Linked DNA regions of Sus scrofa: regions 1 and 2 are each linked to region 3. Evidence: chromatin contacts called from public HiChIP or PLAC-seq data. All regions are on one chromosome and are shown on one strand. Each heading gives the region's core, a stretch centred on a gene start, on an enhancer-like site or on the middle of the called end of the contact. The rest is flanking DNA. Distances are from core to core; before and after follow the strand shown.

What was found. HiChIP or PLAC-seq counts read pairs in DNA pulled down with a chosen protein or histone mark.
Region 1: a contact with region 3 is called in an H3K27ac HiChIP or PLAC-seq map of alveolar macrophages, with 5 times the contacts expected there. The contact joins the promoter of C3AR1 here to the enhancer-like site in region 3. A contact is called at or near these places in 5 of 47 Hi-C or Micro-C datasets (epiblast stem cells, fetal liver, omental adipose tissue and 2 more) and 1 of 2 datasets of contacts at active chromatin or transcription factors (alveolar macrophages).
Region 2: a contact with region 3 is called in an H3K27ac HiChIP or PLAC-seq map of alveolar macrophages. The contact joins two enhancer-like sites. A contact is called at or near these places in 1 of 47 Hi-C or Micro-C datasets (omental adipose tissue) and 1 of 2 datasets of contacts at active chromatin or transcription factors (alveolar macrophages).

Annotation. Positions count from the first base shown.
Region 1 is chr5:63,097,283-63,100,384 of Sscrofa11.1, reverse strand. C3AR1 (C3a anaphylatoxin chemotactic receptor) reads left to right here and starts at 1,635. Exons shown (of 3, transcript XM_021092394.1): 1 at 1,635-1,859.
Region 2 is chr5:63,009,997-63,012,937 of Sscrofa11.1, reverse strand. The region is part of intron 2 of SLC2A3 (solute carrier family 2, facilitated glucose transporter member 3); the gene reads left to right. Among named protein-coding and RNA genes, the nearest start is that of SLC2A3, 30 kb to the left of the region's middle. Within about 2 kb of position 1,312, at least 16 of the 83 cell types and tissues checked have an H3K27ac peak or open chromatin away from gene starts, as enhancers often do. A contact at or near this core is called in alveolar macrophages, where this site is marked.
Region 3 is chr5:62,879,983-62,882,954 of Sscrofa11.1, reverse strand. No RefSeq gene overlaps it. Among named protein-coding and RNA genes, the nearest start is that of DPPA3, 13 kb to the right of the region's middle. Within about 2 kb of position 1,639, at least 18 of the 83 cell types and tissues checked have an H3K27ac peak or open chromatin away from gene starts, as enhancers often do. A contact at or near this core is called in alveolar macrophages, where this site is marked.

The sequences.
Region 1 (3,102 bases), core at 386-2,885, 220 kb before region 3:
TACTACTCTTACAAGTAGATAATAATGGAAATAAATAAACATCTAAGTAAAACTCAACTCATTGCATGGAGTTATACATTTTTCTTTGGTCTTTGTGCCTCACAAATATTCTGTGGTAATTTGACTGCAAAGGAGAAGAGAAAATATCATGGTTTAGACAGTAAATTGATTAGTATGGACTGAAGACTTTACCATAGGCAAGAGTGTTCAAATACATTCGACCCAAATAAATCTTATTTCACATGCTTATATATAAGAGGATAATGTGAGTGAGAATTATTTTCCTTTTTTTTTTTTTTTTTTTTGTCTTTTTATCTTTGCTAGGGCCGCTCCTGCGACATATAGAGGTTCCCAGGCTAGGGGTCCAATTGGAGCTACAGCTGCCAGCCTACATCAAGGCCAGGGATCCAACCCACAGTCTCATAGTTCCTAGTTGGATTCATTAACCACTGAACAATGACGGGAACTCCAAGAATTCTTTTCAATGTCTCCTTTAAGCAGGAATAATTGCTTCCATCTTCTGCACTTCTTTGCGATGAAAAGAGTTAATGTAGGAAATTAGCTAATCTGATTAACTAATTTAATTAATTAACCTAATTAACTAGACCGGGCGCCTGTTCTCCAGTGCCAAAGCACTCTCCTGCCCACCTGCCTCTAACTATGCCCCATTTAAACACTTTAAACGACTTGTCACCTCTTTATAGAGAAGTTCCATGATTCTTTGTTGTTGCTATGTTTGTAGCATGTGGAAATTCCCAGGCCAGGGATTGAACCAGAGCCACAGCAGCGATCCCAGCCACTGCAGTGACAATGCCAGATCCTTAACCTGCTGCATCACAGAACTCTGAAGTCCCATAATTCTTGAAGGATCTGCCTCTTAGATCTTATTTCTAACAGGTCTTATTTCTAACAGATCTTATTTTTACTTTAAGATTTTCCTAGATTGCCCCAAGCTAAATATTACCTGTTATTTTCTACTATTTTATTTCTGCTGCTATTTCTATCACTCTAGCCTGGACTGTGCTACAGTTTTTTTGTTTTGTGTGTGCATATTCCCACCAGACTGTGAATCTCTAGCGATAAGGACATAGCTTCATTTATCTGATTTTGGCATGACGCATTCTTTTACACACCTTACGCACCTAAGAGATGTTATTTGAGATTCATTGCATGGAGTTAGGCAGGTCTTTCCACCATCCACTTCCCACCCCTCCTCTCACATACCAGAGGGTCATTTGTGTGAATTTCTAAAACAAAACAAAAGAAAAAAACCTATAAAGTGAGGCGTTCCACTGTGGCTCAGCAGAAACGAATCTGCCTAGTCTTCACGAGGACGCAGGTTCAATCCCTGGCCTCGTTGAGTGGGTTAAGGATCCTGCATTGCTGTGGCTGTGGCACAGGCTGGTGATACAGCATCGACCCCTAGCCTGGGAACTTCCACGTGCTGCGGCTGTGGCCCTAAAAAGACCAAAAAAAAAGAAAAAAAGAAAAAGAAATCTGTTAAGTGAGAAGCTTATGTACACGAATGCTCCCTCTCTGACAACACTCCGTGTCCTGCAGAAAACCTCTGAAAACTATGCTCTCTGACTTCTGCTTTTTTTTTTTTTTTTTAACTTGCCTTATCTAAGACATTTAGAAATGACTCAACTTTGAAACTCTTCCTGTGGAGTCAGATTGTTGTCAAAAGTGTTGGGTTTAAGTTATCGTCAAAAATGAAGAAAGAGGGAAAGAGGAAGAGCTGAGCAAATTTCCTAAACAGACTTTAGGACTTGAGTGTGGTTAAGTGTGGGCACAAGGCAAGACGTGTGGGGACCTCCAGATCGGGTGCGGAAGGCTTCAGCTACAATCTCAGGTTTGGGGTAAGAAAATGGAGATCTGTCTGATGACTCGTGCCTAGCTTGTTTTTCTTATTATAGACAAAAGAGATAGATATTACAACAATAATAATAATTTTTTATTTCACCTTATTCCTTCCCCAGCTTTTATTTCTTCTGTTTTATCCATGCCTACCTTTTCCTTTTTTCTAAATATTCCACATTCTATTTAAATTTGCTCTTGATATATTCATCCTGGAATGAATATTACATTTTCGTGTCATTTCCCTCTCTTAAATTGACTGTTCCTCCTTCTGTCCCTTGGTTCCAGCTTTCCCTAATAGTTTTGTTTTTCAAATCATCAATTGCCTGTTTTTTCTTACTATATATATATTTTCTCATTCCATTTCCTCTTTTTCTCTTTTCTTTTTCTTTTTTGCTCGTTCCTTATTACTACTGATTCTGTCATCCTATCATTAGTATTTGACTCTGGAATCTTCTTTTCTCCATTATAGTTGAATTTTAGTTTCAGGATTTCATTTATCTTTTTAATTACTGTCAGCTAACTCAGTATTCAAAACTTAAAAAAAAAAAGGTAAAATACCTTTTAGCTAAAACATTTGGAGAAATATAGAAAGTTATCTTATTCTAAAAGGTTAGACTCAGATTCATATATACTTTCAGAGTTCCCATTGTGGCTCAGTGGCAACAAACCCGACTAGCATCCATGGAGTATGCAGGTTTGATCCCTGGCCTTGCTCAGTGGGTTGGAGATCCAGCATTGCCTTGAGCTGTGGGGTAGGTTGCAGATGTGACTTGGATCCCACATTGCTGTGGCTGTGGTACAGACTGGCAGCTGTAGCTCCAATTCAAACCCTAGCCTGGGAACATCCATATGTCCCAGGTTCAGCCTAAAAAAATCGGTATGATACACACACACACACACACGCACACACACATATATACTTATATGCATATATATACATAATGCTTTCATTACAAGACAGATACTATGTGTTATTTAAAATATAATTCACTGTATCTTTCTTTTTCTTAGCAATGCCAAAGGCTTTTCAGTTATGTGATTATTTATAGTAAAAAGACTATTGTCCTGACTTCATTGGAACTAGGATTTGAAAACCCTCCTAGTTGTGAATATGTGAAAGTCACCTAAGTTGCTGAATTTCAGTGTCAAAACTGCAAAATAAAAATAAAGTCAAGAAGGGAGTTCCTGTTGTGGCATAGCAGAAACAAAACCGACTAGTATCCATGAGGACTCAGTTTGATC
Region 2 (2,941 bases), core at 63-2,562, 130 kb before region 3:
ATTCGGGTTTGATCACTGGCCTCACTCAGTGGGTTAAGATCCGGAGTTGCTGTGAGCTGCAATGTAGATTGCAGACGCGGCTCAGATCCCCGAGTTGCTGTGGCTGTGGCATAGGCCGTCAACTGTAGCTCCAGTTCGACCCCTAACCTGGAACTTCCATATAACACAAATGCAGCCCTAAAAAGCAAAAAAGCAAAAAAGAAAGAATGAAAGAATCTGCTCAGACTTAGGAAACTATTGTTTCTTATTGTTTTCATTAGATTTTTTTTTTTTTTTTTTTTTTTTTTTTGCCACCCCATGGCATATGGAGTTCTCTAGCCAGGGATCAGATCTGAGCCACAGTTGCAACCTGTGCCACAGTTGCTGGATCCTTAGCCCACTGTGTTCGACCGGGGGATTGAACTTGCATCCCAGCGCTGCAGAGATGCAGCTGATCCTGTTGTACCATAGAGGGAATGTCTAGATGTTATCTTATCCAAAGATTGAGAGGTACAAGAATGCAGCTAATGGGTGGACATAGAGAATGGATTTGGAAGAAGCAAAATTTCTGGCTAGAATGTGGGGACAAGTATGACTTCAGGTAGAGGAAAATACTGGAAAAGAGAGTAGGAGAGACAAAAAGAGCATGAAGGTGGTGGTTTATAACCTGGGGAAACAAAAGAAAGGAAAAAGGAGAAAGAAAGAGAAGGAATTGTAGAAAATTTGAGATACAGGTGTTGAGGTGATGGACAGAGGAACAGTCAAGAAACTAAAAGGGTTATGTCTAAGGGAAAGACCTAAGCTTTTGCTTGTCTTTGGACGTTCCTTTCATATGCATCAGAAAACTACAGACAAGGAGTTCCCTGGTGGCCTAGCAGCTTAAGGATCTAGCATGATAACTCCTATGGCTCGAGTTTGATTCCCTGGCCCCATAACTTCTGCATGCTGTGGGCATGGCAAAAAAAAAAAAAAAAAAAAAAAAAAAAAAAAAAAAAAAAAACACAGGCAAGAAAAGGAAGTGGAAAACATTACTGATGTAGGAGTATCCTCTTTATAACCTCTCTTACTGGTTCCTTCTTTGGAAATCAGAATGATTCTGATATATGAAAATAAATAAACACTTCCTAGGAACTGTCTCTTTTCTTAGCAAGGTTCTATCTGCAGCTGTTTTCTGCAGAATCCTGCATGACCCGATTCAACCCCTTACTGTGTCCTTCCCCTCCTGCGTTTCTACATCTATTCCAGATCCCTAGGTTTGCTTATGTCTATTGCCTTAGTGCCTCTGCTCTGTTCCTCTCTCTCACTGTGGGCAGTATGTCTCCATGCATTTCTTTAAGTTGCTTATGGCATCTATCACTTGTGGGGTTCCCCTTTTGACTGTCTCAAGCCTCAAGTATGTGTGTGCCTTTTCCTTTCGCCTTGGTCTTTTACTTTCTCTCTGTGCTCTCTCCATATCTGCTTCCGTCACATTCTTTCCAGTTGTCCCATCCCCATAGCAACCCCTCCCCAGGGAAGGAGAAAGGAAGAGAAAGCCTAGAATTTAGATGAACGAGGAGAAGTTGGATTGGAGTTGGAGGGTGACCTTTTAGATTGAGTCCTGGAGCAGAGTATGGAGACAAACTATGTCGATGGGTGCCGGCCAGGTTACACAAAATCCTAAAGGAATGCATATTGGGGGTCCAGATCCAGCTCCTAGCAAAACTCATTCAGCAAATTTGTTCTGTTTTATGCTAGTCTATCATCTTTTATTCCCTCTTCTGTGATCCAGATTAACTACTCTTTCTTTCTGTTTCTGAGCTTTATGATTTTTATACATATGTGGTTTAGGGTATATTGTACCTTGAAAAGTGATTTCCTTAAAGACCCATGAATATTCACATTGGAACCACAGGGTCTTTCTTTTGATGTATTCTAATTTTTCTCTCGGATTAGTTCTGGACCCCATAATTTAAATGATAATGAAGAACACTTGGAATGACCTTAGAAAAGGACAACAAAAAGTCAATTGGGAAATGATACAGTGCACTCTCATTTAGGACCAGAATGTTAGATAAGAGATTTCATAAGAAAGAACAAAGATTCTATCAACAGTGAGGTTTATTAAGAAAAGTTTACTCAGTAAAAAAAGAAAGAAAGAAAGAAAGTTTAACTCAGTGAGGTAATGGAATTATTCTGCCCCAGACATAACTTTAAAACTAAATAGGTATGCATCTGTCTGTAAAGGGTAGATAGGTATTGGAGTTCCCGTCGTGGCTCAGTGGTTGATGAATCCGACTAGGAACCATGAGGTTGCAGGTTCGATCCCTGGCCTCGCTCAGTGGGTTAAGGATCTGGCGTTGCCGTGAGCTGTGGTGTAGGTTGCAGATGTGGCTCGGATCCCGCATTGCTGTGGCTGTGGTGTAGGCCGGCGGCTACGGCTCCAGTTGGACCCCTAGCCTGGGAACCTCCATATGCCGCAGGAGCAGCCTTAGAAAAGGCAAAAAGACAAAAAAAAAAAAAAAAAGGCTAGATAGGTACTTCTCAGACTTGGACACCCCATTCCCATTGCTTCCCTCAACCATTACCTGGAGAGCTTGTTAAACACAAATTTCTGAATTCCCCCCTTAGAAATTCACCTCTTAGGTCAGGAGAGCTGGAGTGTACGTGGGGATGGGGTGTATTTTAATTTGCGTTTCTATGCTGATGCTACTCAACCATCAATTACAATTTGAGTAACACTAGTCTAAATTATTTTCACAGTCAGGGAATACAATTTATGTATTGTATGTAAATGTGTGGATATTGCTTTGCTCTTTGATTAAAAATATCTTTTGCTTTGGGAATGGAGGATTGTAAGGTTTTGCTTTTCTCTGCCCATTTTCAAGCCGTGATACCCATGACTCCTTTCTTCAGTCTGTAGAGTGACCAACCATCCCAGTTTGCTCAAGACTTTTTTGTGCTAAACTGGGACAGTCCAGGGCAA
Region 3 (2,972 bases), core at 390-2,889:
CTTCACTCAGTGGGTTAAGGATCTGGGGTTGCCCTGAACTGTGGTGTAGGTCACAGATGTGGCTCACATCCCGCGTTGCTGTGGCAGTTGTGTAAGCTGGCAGCTGCAGTTCGGATTCGACACCTAGCCTAGGAACTTTCATATGCCCTTAAAAGCAAAATAAAATAAAAAAATAAAAAATAAGGTTTGAAGACATGTATCTTGAATCCTGAGGTTTTAAAGTGCGTCCCCCATTTGCCCTTGTCCTCCTGCCCCATTCCAGTCCCCATCCTGCCTCTACCCACTGGATACCAGAAGCAGCACCCCTCCCCCAATAACTTCTACAGATGTCTCCAGACGTGGCTCAGTGGCCCCTGGGGACACACTGCCCCATTTGAGAAGCATTGTTCTAGTGTATCAACATGGCTTTCCCGGTTCCCATTGCAGCCGAATCTCTGTTTGGAATTCTGATTCCCTCAGCAGTCCCCTCAGCTCCCTTTCATCCAGATCAACCAGGTTTTTATTTTATTTATTTATTTATTTATTTATTTTTCTCTTTTGGCTGCCCTGTGGTCCATGGGGTTCCCAGGCCAGGGATCAGATCTGAGCCTCAATTTCGAACTAAGCTGCAGCTGCTGCAACACCAGATTCTTAATGCACTGTGCCGACCGGGAATTGAACCTGCATCCCCGGGCTCCTGAGATGCTGCCAATCCCGTTGCACCACTTTGGGAACTTCCAGATCAACCAGGGTTTCTTTAAAAATTTATACATACATATGTATAAATACATACAAACACACATGTATATACATATATACATTTATATACATACAAATACATATAAACACATGTATTAATTATTATATATATACTTAGGGCCACACTCATGGCATATGGAAGTTCCCAGGCTAAGGGTCAAATCAGAGCTGCAGCTGCCAGTCTATGTCACAGCAACAGCAATGACAGATCTAGATGCATCTGTGATTTACACCACAGCTCACGGCAATGCCGGATCCTTAACCCACTAAGCAAGGCAAGGGATCGAACCCGCAACCTCATGGTTCCTAGTCGGATTCGTTAACCACTGCACCACGACGGGAACTCCAAACATAGGCATTTTGATCAGAGGATGATTTTCTTTTTCGTAGAGCAGATATTTTCATTTTCTTCTGCACAAGTTAGCCCCCATCCCAAGGACGGTTTGCAGCATTGGTGGAGGTAGTGGTGGAAACAGTTCTCCTTTATTAAAGATCATATTTTCACTTGGTCATTTGAGCCTCTCTGAGTCCTTTCCTGCCTGTGGACAGGCTCCCTGGAGAACATCTTTGTGTTTCTCTTGGATAGAAGTGAAAGATGAGCTCTCATCACGTGTTTCAGGCATGAAGAAAGCTTCACTTTCAAGTTCTCTCTGGGTGCCAATCCTGAAACTTTGTAAGAACCCTGCTTCTCCTTAGTAGGCACAGCTGACCCTGGCTTTCATGTGCTTGGGAACTGGGCCCACCAGGATCTACAGTTCCTACCAGGTTAGATGCGTTAGAGTCAGGAACTTTGCCAGTTTCAATCCTGAAGGACCCTGCCTTCCGGTTTTAAGTTCATCCTAGAAGAATAGCGAAGATGAATTTTAGAGTTTACCTTTTAGCCATTGTACACGCTCCAATGGCGCCATCTGCTGCCAGGAAGGGGAACAACACTTTATCCGCCTTTTAGAAAGGAGGGTGGAGGAATTCCAGTCGTGGAGCAGTGGTTAACGAATCCGACTAGGAACCATGAGGTTGCGGGTTGGATCCTGCCCTTGCTCAGTGGGTTAAGGATCCGGCGTTGCCGTGAGCTGTGGTGTAGGTCGCAGACGCCGCTCGGATCCCGCGTTGCTGTGGCTCTGGCGTAGGCTGGCAGCTACAGCTCCGATTCGACCCCTAGCCTGGGAACCTCCATATGCCGTGAGAGCGGCCCAAGAAATGGCAAAAAGACAAAAAAGAAAAAGAAAAAAAAAAAAAAAAAAAAAAAGAACAAGAAGAAAGAAAGGAGGGTGGAGCAAAGTCCGGGGGTGATTGCCTCCTATCTGCTTCCTTCTGGGGCTGTTTAATCAGAATTCTCCTGGATTGAGGACTGAGTAGCGTTTGTGGACCAGTATTTGTTTACATTTTAAGTCTGCACCTGCTGTTAGAGTAATAGTACTCCAACTTTTTCCCCCTTTATAGCAAGGTTTTACTTAGAGTCAATTAAAAATACATATATAACTCTAAAGACATTTTTCCTCAGATATTTTTGGTATGTTGTAATTTCCTAGGAGTTTCTTCATTTTTATTTTTTAAATTTTATTTATATTTATTTATTTTTGTCATTTCTAGGGCCGAGTGGCACATGGAGGTTCCCAAGCTAGGGGTCTAATCGGAGCTGTAGATGCCCGCCTACGCCAGAGCCACAGCAACGCCAGATCCAAGCTGCGTCTGTGACCCACACCTCAGCTCACAGCAACGCAGGATCCTTAACCCACTGAGCAAGGCCAGGAATCGAACCCGAAACCTCATGGTTCCTAATCGGATCCATTAACCACTGAGCCACAACAGGAACTCTGCTACTGTTTAATTCTGTTGAGAAACTATTAGGTTCTCTGAAACAATATCATGACTAAGGCACTCTGTTTCCCTTTTCTCCCTGTGGACAAGGAAGAATGCTGAATGTAATGTTCAAGCATGATTTCTAGAGATAAAGCCACAATAGTTAATGCATTTGCTTTTTTCTCTTCTTCAGAGTTAAAACATTCTCTTTTGATTTAAACTGGTTTATTGTAACTATATAATGTAACTTAAGCCACCTCAAATCTAGTTTGGAAATTAAATATATATATCTATATATATCTATATATATATATCTATATATATATATATACATATATATATTTTTGCCTTTTCTAGGGCTGCTCCCACAGCATATGGAGGTTCCCAAGCTAGGGGTCCAATCGGAGCTGTAGACGCTGGCTTACGCCACAGCC